3 separate regions of the Mus musculus genome follow, and regions 1 and 2 are each linked to region 3. The links are chromatin contacts, called in public Hi-C and HiChIP or PLAC-seq maps. All regions are on one chromosome and are shown on one strand. Each heading gives the region's core, a stretch centred on a gene start, on an enhancer-like site or on the middle of the called end of the contact. The rest is flanking DNA. Distances are from core to core; before and after follow the strand shown.

The links. A called contact is a pair of places that touch in the nucleus more often than the background predicts. HiChIP or PLAC-seq counts read pairs in DNA pulled down with a chosen protein or histone mark.
Region 1: a contact with region 3 is called in a Hi-C map of stem cell-derived motor neurons, with 5 times the contacts expected there. The contact joins the enhancer-like site here to the promoter of Nbea in region 3. A contact is called at or near these places in 4 of 39 promoter capture datasets (the 3T3-L1 cell line, the HPC-7 cell line, epiblast stem cells and 1 more), 6 of 484 Hi-C or Micro-C datasets (LSK cells, cortical neurons, embryonic stem cells and 1 more) and 7 of 115 datasets of contacts at active chromatin or transcription factors (craniofacial prominence, embryonic forebrain, embryonic hindbrain and 4 more).
Region 2: a contact with region 3 is called in an HNF4G HiChIP or PLAC-seq map of pancreatic cancer cells. The contact joins the enhancer-like site here to the promoter of Nbea in region 3. A contact is called at or near these places in 1 of 39 promoter capture datasets (the 3T3-L1 cell line), 5 of 484 Hi-C or Micro-C datasets (the HL-1 cell line, the MNK3 cell line, hematopoietic stem and progenitor cells and 2 more) and 1 of 115 datasets of contacts at active chromatin or transcription factors (pancreatic cancer cells).

Annotation. Positions count from the first base shown.
Region 1 is chr3:56,301,176-56,305,420 of GRCm38.p6, forward strand. No RefSeq gene overlaps it. Among named protein-coding and RNA genes, the nearest start is that of Gm40053, 33 kb to the left of the region's middle. Within about 2 kb of position 1,651, at least 30 of the 459 cell types and tissues checked have an H3K27ac peak or open chromatin away from gene starts, as enhancers often do. A contact at or near this core is called in craniofacial prominence, neural progenitor cells, neural tube and 1 more, where this site is marked.
Region 2 is chr3:56,260,614-56,264,869 of GRCm38.p6, forward strand. Gm40053 (a long non-coding RNA gene) reads right to left here. Exons shown (of 3, transcript XR_867300.1): 2 at 255-389. Among named protein-coding and RNA genes, the nearest start is that of Gm40053, 7.2 kb to the right of the region's middle. Within about 2 kb of position 1,393, at least 38 of the 459 cell types and tissues checked have an H3K27ac peak or open chromatin away from gene starts, as enhancers often do. A contact at or near this core is called in the MNK3 cell line and pancreatic cancer cells, where this site is marked.
Region 3 is chr3:56,181,029-56,185,420 of GRCm38.p6, forward strand. It overlaps Nbea (neurobeachin), which reads right to left and starts at 2,673. Exons shown (of 58, transcript NM_030595.1): 1 at 1,944-2,673. The coding sequence starts at 2,207.

The DNA.
Region 1 (4,245 bases), core at 401-2,900, 120 kb after region 3:
CTCTTAAAAAATGTAAAAACTGAAGATAATTAAGACATTAATTGTATTTTGTTCCATACCATTTGGTGAGAATATAGGAACAACTGATTTTAGGGAAAAAATGTTTTCAATTTCTAAACAATAAAACATTGCAGGGTACACATTTCCCACTGAGCAGCGCTCCCTCTGTGGCTTTTGCTGGTTAAAAACTATATCACTATACTGGCATTACTCATTTCTAATTCAGATTTCAGCTATGCCATAGGTCTTATTTGTATTTAATGCTATTTTTATTTTCGAACCTTTCATTTATTCGCTAGTATACTGAAAAAAACTAAACACTACTTCTCTAACATAGAAGTCCTTTAAAAATAAGAAACAGGGATAAAAGTTAAATATTTGCACGGAGGCCATAAAGTTAAAAGATCTGATTTACTGTTGTTTGCTTGTTATAAAAAATGTTTGCACTGTGCCATACAGAGTAGAACACTGAGACAAAAAGGATAAGATTATAAAAAGGAAGTAGGAACACAGGTAAGCATCCTTTAAAAGGTGGCTGTTTGCAGTTATTGTGCATGAATGACTATGTGACCTATTGGGCTCCTCTTGTGTGTTTTATCTCCCTTGACCTTTCAGTGTTGGGGAACTAGATCATTGTCACCTCTTGAGTGTTGCTTGTTAAAACAGGTAGGACTTAACTCCAGGAGATTCTCAAAGTATCAGTAATAGCGCCACACAGACATGAGTTTCGCTGATGGAACTGATATAGTCTATTACGCAATATGTTTGAAATAATTATATTCCTCTCCATATACCTTTCTGACAATCTTAGAGAGAAAACTGTGTCTACTTATGGTATTGAGAAAGTGTGTAATGTCTATTACTGAATGGACCTACTTTATTTTATTTTTCCAGAAAGTGTTAGACACTAGAGAGCAGAAAGGTAGGTGCTCTGGAACAGTTCAGGTACTATAGTTACTGAAAGGACAATAGAAGCTGTATACTGTGGTTCACACCTGTAACTAACACTTGGGAGACTGAGGCAGGAGATTGTGAGTCTAAGACAAGCTTGAACTGTACTGTGAAACCCTGTCTTGGAAATGAAGCCTAACCAGGTGCTATATACAAAGATGCTAGGAAAAGAAGCTTCTGGAAGTGCCCTGACTTTAAGATGATCATTTAATGTCATGATTCTTATTCTGATTATTTTTATTATTAACAATCAAGTAGCCAAACTCTGCCGAGGACAAAGTCCCCATTTAAGGAAGGGAAGAAATGCACTGCTTTGCCTGTTTAAATTAAGAGTTGAGAGCTTGCCAAAGGACAGGGCTAGGATTCCCCTGCAGCAATAAATACTGTTATGGATTAAAGAAAAAAGCATTTCCTAAAGTGCACTTTTATAAATTGGAAGCAGATGCAGTAACATTAGCATGCGCTCTGACTCCAAGAGGAACTCATTTGGAAGCACCAAGGAGTGGGGAACCAGAGATCAAACCTGAAAAGAAGCTAATGGGTCCAAGAGCTTTGTTTTAACAAGAGGTAGTCACAGTCGTCTGTGGCCTCAGTTTGTGCACACGCAAAGAGAATATTTATCTTCCCAGCAGGGGTGTATTGTCTTTCTCTGACTTATGGTGGAGAGTTCACTGCTCAGTCACCTTTGTTCAGACATCTCCATTTGTTCTCAGGATCTGACAAGGAGTGTTTTAAAGTGGCTGTGAACCCAATGTACTTTTTGGTAACCAGCCAATGCAATGCAAATGAGCACCCCAAATATTCCTCCCTGAGCAGAATTTAAGGCATGTAGGTTGCCTGGGGAGCTGATTTGCATGTCAATCCCTTTGGTCTTCCTACTCAGAATGACATAGCTTGGTAGCTAGATCACAGTGCAAGGAGCACAGTGGGAACTTTCACTTGCCCTAGAACGAGGGCCTGCTCCCCATCTTTGGGACAGTGTCTTGCCGCTTCTTTCTCCTGTAGGTGGGATTCCCCAGAGTCAACAAAGCTTTTCGGTTTTCTTGGAAAACTATCCTAATCTCTCCTTTGTTTTACTTCCCTCAGATTGCCACAGCACATGCGTAAGTAACTCCAGGGCATTTCAAACTTCCACGAAGTTTGCTACTTGCCAGTGATCATCTTTAATGATCACAACAAAGCCGACCATTAACGATGGGGAACAGTGAAAGATGACTCCTGTTCCCACATTGTACCCATGTTTTTAGAAAAACTTTAGAAAAGATGTCAGGGGCTTGCTTTATTCATCTCTGAGCAAATGGGTGCTCCACTATGTTTATTTGCAGTGGCCTCTGTTGTGCATTAACATTGGGCCTTTTTCAGTAGTTTCTACTCTGTGTTTACTCAGAGCTCATTATGTGTGGAGAAGCTACCACCAACACACGAAGGTTTAATCATACACTTGACATGCCTTCCCAACCATACGCTGGAGGAAAGCACTGGGCTTCTGGCAACTCAGCCTTGGTCATATAACTGGAAATGTCTTACAGAGGGATGTAGATCTGGGAACTGTGCTCTTTGAACAGAGCAAGCTTTTGGAGTCACCGATATCTTTTCTTGATATGTATCTAAAGTTGACAACTTTTTTATTAATTGGATATTTTCTTTATTTACGTTTCAAATGTTATCCCCTTTCCTGCTTTCCTTTCCTCCCGGAAACACCCTATCACATCCTCCCTCTCCCTGCTTCTATGAGGGTGTTTCTCCACCCATCCATCCACTCCTACCTCCTCGCCCTCAATTCCCCTACACTGGGACATCTATCAAGCCTTTTAGGACCAAGGACCTCTCCTCCCATTGATGCTCGACAAGGCCATCCTCTGCAATGTATACAGCTAGAGCCATGTGTACTCCTTGATAGCTTAGTCCCTGGGAGTTCTTGGGGTGCTGGTTGGTTTATATTGTTGTTCTTCCTGTGGGGTGGCAATCCCCTTCATCTCCTTCCGTCCTTTCTCTAACTCCTCTATTGGGGATCCTGTGCTCAGTCCAATGGTTGGCTGCAAACATCCATCTCTATTTGTAAGGCTCTGGCAGGGCCTCTCAGGAGACAGCCACATTAGGCTCCTTTCAGCATGCACTTCTTGGCATCCACAGTAGTTTCTGGGTTTGGTAACTGTATATGGGATGAATCCCCAGGTGGGACAGTCTCTAGGTGGCCTTTCCTTCAGTCTCTGCTCAACACTATATCTCCATATTTGCTCCTGTGAGTATTTTGTTCTCCTTCTAAGAAGGACCGAAGCACCTACACTTTGCTCTTCCTTCTTATTGAGCTTCATGTGGTCTGTGAATTGGACCACTTTTGATGTTAAAAATTAAAATATACCCATCATAAGAAAACTAGAACATCACTGTAACTTTTATATGCAACAGTAGTTGGATGTTTTCTTTGGAATATAAAAGGAGAGGTAGAAAGAAGGCAGAAAAATAGATTAAGGCTTTAAAGAGATACAGAACACCAATTAATTAATAAGATTTATACCAACGTAGTGATTGAATATATATTTTATGTTTTCTTGAATATCTACTAAATGACAGCAGAAAAATAGAAAGAGAATGAACCTAAAAGACAAAAAGGGGCAGCTGCTGACTAGAGATGCTATTTAACATTTGGCAGTTAGGAAGTACACAGAGCCAGTGCAGTGCCTGATGCTTGCTACCCACATGGCTCAAAAGGCTGAAGCAGGACTGTTAAGAGGTTGAGGCCACCCTGCTATGAGTGGACGTTTCTGATTGTGTCATATGATGTAGACTCACATGGTGTCTTGCTGAGTCGGACTCACATGGTGTTTTGCTATGGTTAGACCCATGAGAGGACACGTGATGCTTGAAGAGTATATAAATAGGAGTCAATGGACAGTGACAGGGTGCTTGCAGAGCTATCCTTGCAAGGCTCCCTTGGTCTCCAGTCTTTGCTGGTTCTGGTTACTCCCACTGACTTGTGCCAATTTATTGGAGGCCTGGCTGTTTCTGCTGGATTGTGTCACTGCTGCTGATTCATGTTTGCTATCCTGATACTACTGAGCTGGACTGCTGGTATCCTGACAACTATCGTTTTCTCCCCTACCTTTAGACAGCGGGCCTGAAGTAGGGTTGGAATGTTTGAGAACCCTTATTCAAAGTAGGTTTTGAAAAATCTAAGCCTGAATTGCTGAGTAAAATCTGAGGTGATACTTCTATTTTCTAGAGCAAGTGCTTTATCCTATAGCTGTTTATGCTTTCAGTAGAACTTTAGAGTAAAATTGAAACTGAAACAAG
Region 2 (4,256 bases), core at 143-2,642, 78 kb after region 3:
TTCCCTGGAACTGCAGTTACAGGTGATTTCATGCCATCATGTGGGTGCTGGGAACTGAATCTGTGTCCTCTGCAGGAACAAAAAGTGCTTTAATCATGGAGGCATCCTTATAGGTTCTTTGCTTTGTGAAAATCCTGTCCATTACAGAACCCTGGCTTTAGCTAACACATTTGTTGCAGTTAAATCTTGGGCTGAGATCTAGGATTGTATAAAAAGGAAAGAGATAGTGAAGGACCAAAATTCAACTCTCTCACCTTCGAGATTGTGAGTGTAATGTGAACAGCTATTTCATGGTCCTGCCGCCATGTCTGTCGGGTTGTGATGGACTGTGCTCCCCAATGTCAATCCAGATAAACCACTTCTCCCTTACATTGCATTTGTCTGGAATTCTGTAACAAAATGAGAGAAGTAAATAATAAAGTATTGATTAATAATAGCACAAAAGATTTGATACATATCTGCCAATCGATCGTCACATTGTCTTGTAGGAATGCATGCCACTTGGAACCTGTACCTTGAGAGGAAAGAGAAGAAAGAGCAGCAGATGTTAAGTAATGAGTAACTGTATATGCTGTTTCATTGGTAGCTGCTTGTAACTGACACTGCCAGGACCATTATGTGATTTGTGAAAATTCAGCACACAGATGATTCTGTTTACATCATACGTGTGAGCAGAATTGCGGGTATTCTTTAGATCCTTCCATGAAACTGGTTTTTGTTGTTGTTGTTTTGTTTTGTTTTTACCTAAGTCCTCATTGTTTGGTCAATGCTTGGCTAAGACAATCTGTGCATTGGGTCATCTTGTGTTGAGGTGCACTATGTGAAAGTTGGATCTGAATATTCAATTGTTGATTGCTCATCAGAGAGCTGAGTACTGGCCTGATTTTAGTATTATTTTCCTTATGGCTCATCACCTACCTTGCTGTTTTGTAAACACTCTTCCTTCCTTACCTGTTGATTGGCTTAATAAAAATCTGACAGCTGATAGCTAGGCAGGAAAGGGAAGGTAGGATGTCTGGGCTGAGAGAGGGTCTCTGGGAAAAGAATCAGAGGGAGAGGATTCACTCGTGGGAACTGGGAGCAGAAGGCTGTGAACATCAGCAAAGAAGTAGAGCTGGCCATGTGGCAAGACATAGGGCCAGAATTAGTTGGTTTAGAGTAGCTGTGAGGGACTCCAAGTTAAAGGCCTAAGCTGCTACAAACATTAATAAGTCTCAGAGTCATTATTTAAGCATTGTCGAGTCCATGAAAATCCAGCTTCATAGAATAGGCAATAAATGCCATACTGCACAGGAAAAATGTCAAATAATTTAGAGTTGTATTTTGAAGCCTTTGGAATCTGTGCTTGGGGCCAGACTCTCATTTGCAGACTCCACTTCCAGGATCCCCAAAATTCTTTTCACGGCATTTGGCTACAGGCTCAGGCCCACAGTCCACAGGAATGTGATGTGATACTGAGCATTTTGTGGTAGAAAATAAGTTGAGAACTATTTCTCTTAACTATTCAATTATGCTTCCCTTAAGAGGATATTATCAGATTATTGTGTACATGCCTGACAAATACAGCTTTTTAAAAAAATCAATATGTGGTATATAATATGCAACAACACAGAGTTATCTCAGTGAGTCCTTATTAAATAAAGTTTTAAAATTTAATATTTGAGATCTCCATTATACCCCATTACATAGTTGTGTGTAATGTTTTTGTAATGTTAATTCTTCCCTGTACTGCATTGAGCACACTTTCAAAAACCACAAGACTCCTGTGAGTCACAGGAAATGCAACATAGAAAACCTATTGTCCTAGATACCTCCAAACACCGCATTTCTTGGAAACAATTTTCACTCAGTAACTACTGCAGTGGAAGAATAGAGGCTGGTGACCTCATGGCTTGATCATTTTAATTTGGACAGAAAGTGATTTATAGTCACCTTTTCTGGTTCTAAGTAAATTTGTCTTTTCTTAGGTATATAGATGAATGATAAATGTTTAGCCATTTAAACTCATGCTAGTTCTTGGCTTAATATTTAACATGCTCTATATAAGATAGTTCTAAATAAGATCATGACCCAAGAGCTTATTCTATGTATAGAAGTTAGCTTAGAACATCACGCCTATAATAAATAAAATTATGTTATGGTTTTTGTTATTCAGTGAACAGATTTAGTAGTCTGCTTTTATTTCTAATGAATGTGTCTTTGACTTGAAACAAAGCATTCATTGTTTTTTTCCTCTGAAATTAGCTGGTCAGATTTCTTTAATTCTTAAAAATGTAAAGCATTGTTATAATGGATAACTATTAGGAAACATATAGTTGAATTTGATTATACAGAGTTAACACAGCCTAGTTTATACAGGATTAACACAGCCTAAATCCCCCATTTGAGATTTTCACATGGTCCTGTGAAGGAGCAATAGAAGATATTGGAAAATAAAATATTTTACAGTCTCCAGAAATAAGAGGAGTGGACAGGGGTTACATTTTCTTACCAGGTATTCCACAATGCTACCACAAGGAAGAGGTCTTTGCAGAAACACTGAATGCTCAAGTTACTCTGTCCAGGATACCAGGTGATTTCATAGAAATGTACATGCATAATAATTAGTATTTAAAGCATTACATGGGTTACACAACACATTGTCAAGGGCTGTGAGACATGGGGACCATTCACAATATTCTGTTGTCCATGCATGAGCATGCATATGAATCAGAAGATCAGCAGCTGAGATATTCTTTAATCTTCTATTTTTGGATATGAACTTACAATTTTCCTGGTCTCTATTTTTTCTACTTCATTTTGAAATTTTGATTTTAAATACTTAATTCTTTGAGAATTTTGTGCAGTATATTTTGATCATATTCACCTGTCCCAGTTCACTCCCACCTCCTTTCCCTATCCCTAAATTTATGCCCTTCTTTTTTCTTTTCGTTTCTTTTTTTAACTACGAGTCCAATTTGTGATGCCCAAATACCCTTGGGCATGGGATTATCTTCCAGAGTATGAATGACTAACAGGAATCGAAGCCTTAAGACAAGCAAACAAACCCAACTTTTCCTCTCCCCAAAGCTATCAATAGCTATTCAACCAGGAGTTGGACATTGCACTCATCCCTCTCTCCATGCCGGTATTATCTCCATTGAACTTGTATAGGTATGGTGCATGATATCTCAACTGCTCTGAGACAGTGATGTTGCAACTGCCCTGCTATATCTGGGAATCACTTTTTGTTCTAGTTATCACTGCCTCTAGTTCTAACAATCATTCTGACCTCTCTTCAAAAATGATCTCTGAAAGCTGGGAAAAAGGGTGTGATACAGATGTCCCATTAAGTGGTAAACAGAGTCTCCTATTCTCTGCTTATTGATCAGTTATGGGTCTCTGTATTAATCACTGTATTAGCTAGGGTTTTAGAGAGGAACAGAACAGATATATTGTCTTATATATAGATTCATACATGCATTACATACACACATATATGTAATATATGCATTTTACACATATATGTAGTTTGTGATTATATGTATTCTATATGTGTGTGTGTATATATATATATATATATATATATATATATATATATATATATATATATATTTGGCTGTCTACCAATTAAAGTTCTAAGAGTTCAGTAGTTGTTCAGTCCATGAGGCTAGATATCTCAGATAGTCTTTAAGATATGCAGAATCCTGAAGAAATAGCCTCTAATGAAAGAGTAAACTTGCCAGCGTGAGGGAAAGCAGGCAAAAAGCAAAAGCTTCCTCCTTCCATGCCCTTTATATAGGCTGTCATCAAAAGGAGGATTCCACCTCAGAAGATCTGGATTAAAGGCAGATTTTCTCAGTTCAAATGATTTTATTGATAAAAAATCCCTCACAAGCTGTATCTGGCCACTTTTTAGTTAATTCCAGATATAGTAGAGTTGACAACCAAGAATAAGCATCACAATCACCATCTACTGCAAGAGGAAACTTCATTAAAGGGGTTGAGATGTGTGCTAATTTGTGGGTATAGCAAAATATCTTTAGGAGCTGGTTTAGATTTATGTCTACTTAGCAGAATGGTAGTAATGGTTTATTCCCTCAGTCCTCTGACCTTTGACCTGATAATGGTTCAACACCATGTCTTTCATTCTTATGTTTTAGCTCCAAACTGATAGATTCAGTACTTAAAATTAATATGCTCGCTTATTCATTTACTCACCTGTAGCATCAAACTTGGGGTTAGTGGTATAAAAGAAAGTGGTCATAGTTGATGTT
Region 3 (4,392 bases), core at 1,423-3,922:
TCTAAAGTCTATAAGCTAAGAGTAAATATCTAAATAGAAAAAGAAAAATGTTTGCATCTGTCATGGCAGATTTCATTGCACTGAAGAGTTAAATTTCTTTTTAGCACAAGAGAAATACTTCACTTCCTTTTTTTAGTCTACTGTGTATCTAAAGAACCCCCATCTGTTAAGAACTGATCCAGCAGGCATGGCTGTTGCTTCAGAGTCCACACTGGTTCCACATTCAAATCAGTTTCTAGCTCGTGAGAGACCTACTGCCTCATATCAGGCTACATTGTGCATACAAGTAAGCACAGAAATGCCGTTACCACAGCATCTAAAGTAACAAATCCTATTGGCCTCAGAAAAACGGAAACACTCAAAATGTGTGTGTTCTTTAAATATACATAAATTGAGTAGCAGCTAATATGTTAATATTGTTCCTTGAGATGGCCCAGCTTTTCTTCTATAAAAAAAAAAAAAGAAGAAGAAGAAGAAGCAATAAAAATAATTATCTTTAAGAAGCAAGGTAAAACTACCTCTCACCGCTGCCACCACCACCCCCGCCCCCAGAAAATCCCATTAGTGTTTTGAAAAGAACTGGTTACACCTATAGGATGACAATCTCACAAACTTACACTGATTTTTGTGGTGACTTATTTGACGGAGTTTTGCATTCAAGCTGCAATACATACAGAGAAGCAATGGCAGGTGACCTAGCTTTGAGTTGACACACTAGCAAAAAGAAGACAAAAAGTACTCCAACTTTTCCACGAATTTCAAAGGTGCAAAAACAACAGAGTTATCTAATCCACGTCTCAGGGTACCACTGCCACAGCAGCAGTTTTCTTTCAATTTTCCAAAGGCACCAAACAGAAATAATTGCTTCTCTGAAAAGTCAGACCTCATGAGTGTTATAAAAATCCCCAGCAAGCATTTTTCTTTATATTCCTGCGACTTCACACCAAATACAATGGTCAACTGACTGTTACTGACTCACACCTTGCCTTCCCAAACCCAGCCTTACTGAATGTCAAAGGCTAGACAATGCAGAGGAAGCCGGGTTTTTAAGAAGCTTTGCTGAAGAAAGGCAAAACCAAAAACAAAAGAAATGCATTTGCAAAGCGCAAAAGCCATGACCTAGCCTCAATTATGCTCTATTTTGGCTCTTCCTCTCCTTCTGCTGGACCAAGTCATCTTCAACATTGTTTAGGTTCTCTGTAGCTAGCGCAGAACATTAAGTCATACACACTTCTGCAGTAACTCTCTTACCATGAAAGGAGCCAAAACCTAGGCTGCCTTTCAAATCTTTCTTCTGGTCTTTATCCTCAAGCCACCGCAACCATAGAAACCAACCTGTAAGATCCGGTGCCCCCCTTACATTTTAACACCTTCTGCGCCCCACACCCGTAAAGGTAAGAGATCAGCATATCTGGAGAGATACTACAAAGAGGTGAAGATTGCCTAGAGATGGAGGTAGGGGTGAGTACAGGCACAACACGCTCCATCACTGCCACGGAATGTATTTAAAGACAGATGCAAAATCTGCATCATTCGTCGTCCTCCCTGGAAAACCCAGCACCCCAGCTGCTCAAGTTGGAACCAGTGCGCTTCTCCCATTTCAGGAGCACGGGAGGGGGTGGGGGCTGGGGCGCTTGGGGGGACTCGGGCTCTAGGGGCCGGGCTGTCACCCTCTCAGAGCCACAACACGGACAATTAAGAGATGGGGAGAAGAAACTCCCAAAGGACCTGAGGGCCGCTTCACACCTCCACTCACGGCCCAGGCCCTAAGGACCGACCACTCGTCGGAAGTGCCGGGTTGAGTTGGGCACCGCGCGGGTGACAGGAGGGAGGTGGCGCGGCCGTGGCTGCGCGCGGGCGGGCGGGCGGGCGGACGGACAGGAGGCTGAGGGACGCGGGGAGGCAGGGCGCGGACGCCCGGGGTTGGGAGGGGGGGCGCTTACCAGGTTGAGCACGGTCTCCACGATGTCCCTGTTGCTGACCTCGCCGACCTGTATGAGTCCGATCAGAACGGCGAATTTCATACGGATGTTGCGGATCGGCACCGAAGGGTTGATCATGCCCGCCGGCAGCACCACCGGGCCGGAGCCGGCCGCCCCCCGAGGCTCCCCCATGGCGCCTCCGCCGCCTGCACCGCCGCCGGCCCCGACGGCCAGGAGCGCGACGGGCTGCGGCTCGAGCCCCGGGCCCGGCTTGTCGCTCGCCATCCGCCCCGCTGCTGAGGAGCTGTGCAGCGCCGCCGCGCCGCCTCCGCCGGTTCCGTTATCCCCGCCGCGGCCCCCGCCCCCCGGCCGGCGCCTCGCAGCCCCAGCATCCACCAGCGCCGCGGCGCCGGGCCCGCTCCCGTCCGCGCCTCAGCCGGGCCCGGCAGCCGTGCGCGGCGCCTCGCCGACCGCCTCCGGGGACAGCCTCAAGGGTCGCTTCCGAGGTCTCCTCCCGGGCTTGCCGCAGCTGTCTCCCCAGCGAGCTCACGGTCCGCCTCAGCGCTCGCCTCACGGAGCTCCTCGCAGATCGCCTCGGCGCTCTCTGCACCGATCTCCCCGGCTCGCTACCGCCGGCCCGGCCCCCCGCGAGGATGCCGCCTCGTCTCGCACGGCCCTCCGCCCTCCGCCGGGGGCCAAAGCTCGGGCCGCTGCCACCGGCGCCGCTGTTGTTGTGAAGCCCCGACGCCGCCGCTCACTCCGCCATGTTGCCGCCCCCTGCCTGCGGTAGCGGCCACTGCGCCTGCGCGCAGCTTGGGGGGGGCGGAGTCCTCGCTGCACCCCCTCTTTCTCCCGGCGCTCCTCCTCCGCATCCCTCACCCCTCGTCCCTCCCCCACGCGCTGGGACCGGGCCGACAGGTGAGCAGGTGCGCGGGGAGGAGTCGCGAGGGGAAGGACAGGGCTCGCCCGTCCGCTCTCCTTCCCCCTCGGCCTCGCCGTGCGGGCCACGTGCGGTGAGTGGAGGGCCACCTGCTCCCGGCCGCCTTTGCCTCCTCCTGGTCCACCTTGGGTCCGCGGCCCCACCTCGCTGCGGGGGTCTGGAGACAGGCCCAATGTCGCCGGGCTCTTGCCACAGCCCGTGGAGAGGCTGACACCTGCTCACACGGGCGCGGCTTAAAATAGATGCTGTCAAACCGGGAGCCTCTCTGCCAAGCTAGTTCTTGAACTCGCCTCCCTGACTACCCTCATGAGGTGGTTGGGTAGGTGCAGCAAATCCCCTGCTAGAAATCCCCAAAGATCCTCAGGTATGATGCCAGTGGGTGGGTGATCTCCCTTTTCCATAGGCGTATGAGGTTCACAAGAATTGTATGAATTATCAAAATACATTGGAGGTCCTCACGACCAGCCTTAGTCCGTGAGAAAATTTCAATTGAAAACATTATAACACGCACATGGCAATATCTCTGATGGCACTGAGTTAAAACCACGTAAGTATGACTGGTGGTTTCTTCCTTGACATCAAGGATATAGTTTCTTTAATATTTCAAGTGGTCAGCCCTTTTCGATAAAGACATATTGCCAGTCACCAGAAACATTAGAAATCCTAAGGTGTATTCAAATCATTTAAATTGTCATCCCAAACAAAGAAATGGTCAGTATACAAATGAATCATAATGCATAATTTATTACTATTCATCTTCTTTGACTGGTAACTCCCATGATACAGGATCTTATAAACATTTCAAAAGTACCATAGGGCAAACTTTCTTAATACCTGTATTTTCAATTAGTTCTTGGTTATATGTTTATTAGTGGTACAAACTCCCACTGAATTGATTAATTTTTTAAAGTAGTTGCACAAAAGTACCTGAAAAAAGTGGTAAATTGGTATGTCTATTTAAACAAAATAGTAATGGAATTATAACATGCTTACATCATTAAAACTGCTTGAGGAATTTGCAGAGCCTTAAGACTTCAGAGTTTGGCAATTAAGAATTCCAGTGATACTAGATGGTTGTGGAGCAAGCCTTTAACCCCAGCACTAGGGAGGTAGAGGCAAGCAGATCTTTAAATTCCAGGACAGCCCTGTCTACAGATTTTAGTTCCAGGACAACCAGGGCTACACAGAGAAACCCTGTATTAGAAAACAAAAACAATAAAAAGAACTGTGACTTTTAGAACTACCAACAATTTCTGTGCCTGGCTCAGGCAAGCATCATCTAGTTCTATAAGAACTACTTCAGTTGCAAATTTAAAATGCCATATCTCTCTTAAGTTATAAAATCCAAGCTGAAAGGTTATCTTAATCTATATATACACACACACATACATATCTGATGTGTACATATATGAAGTACATATAAATAGATATACAGTAAGTTGTACTTCTTGCTTTATTCTAGACATCTTGAATGAGAGCTTTGAGAGAGACTGACAACCTGATCTTCCCTTTTCCTTTTTTAGTGCATAG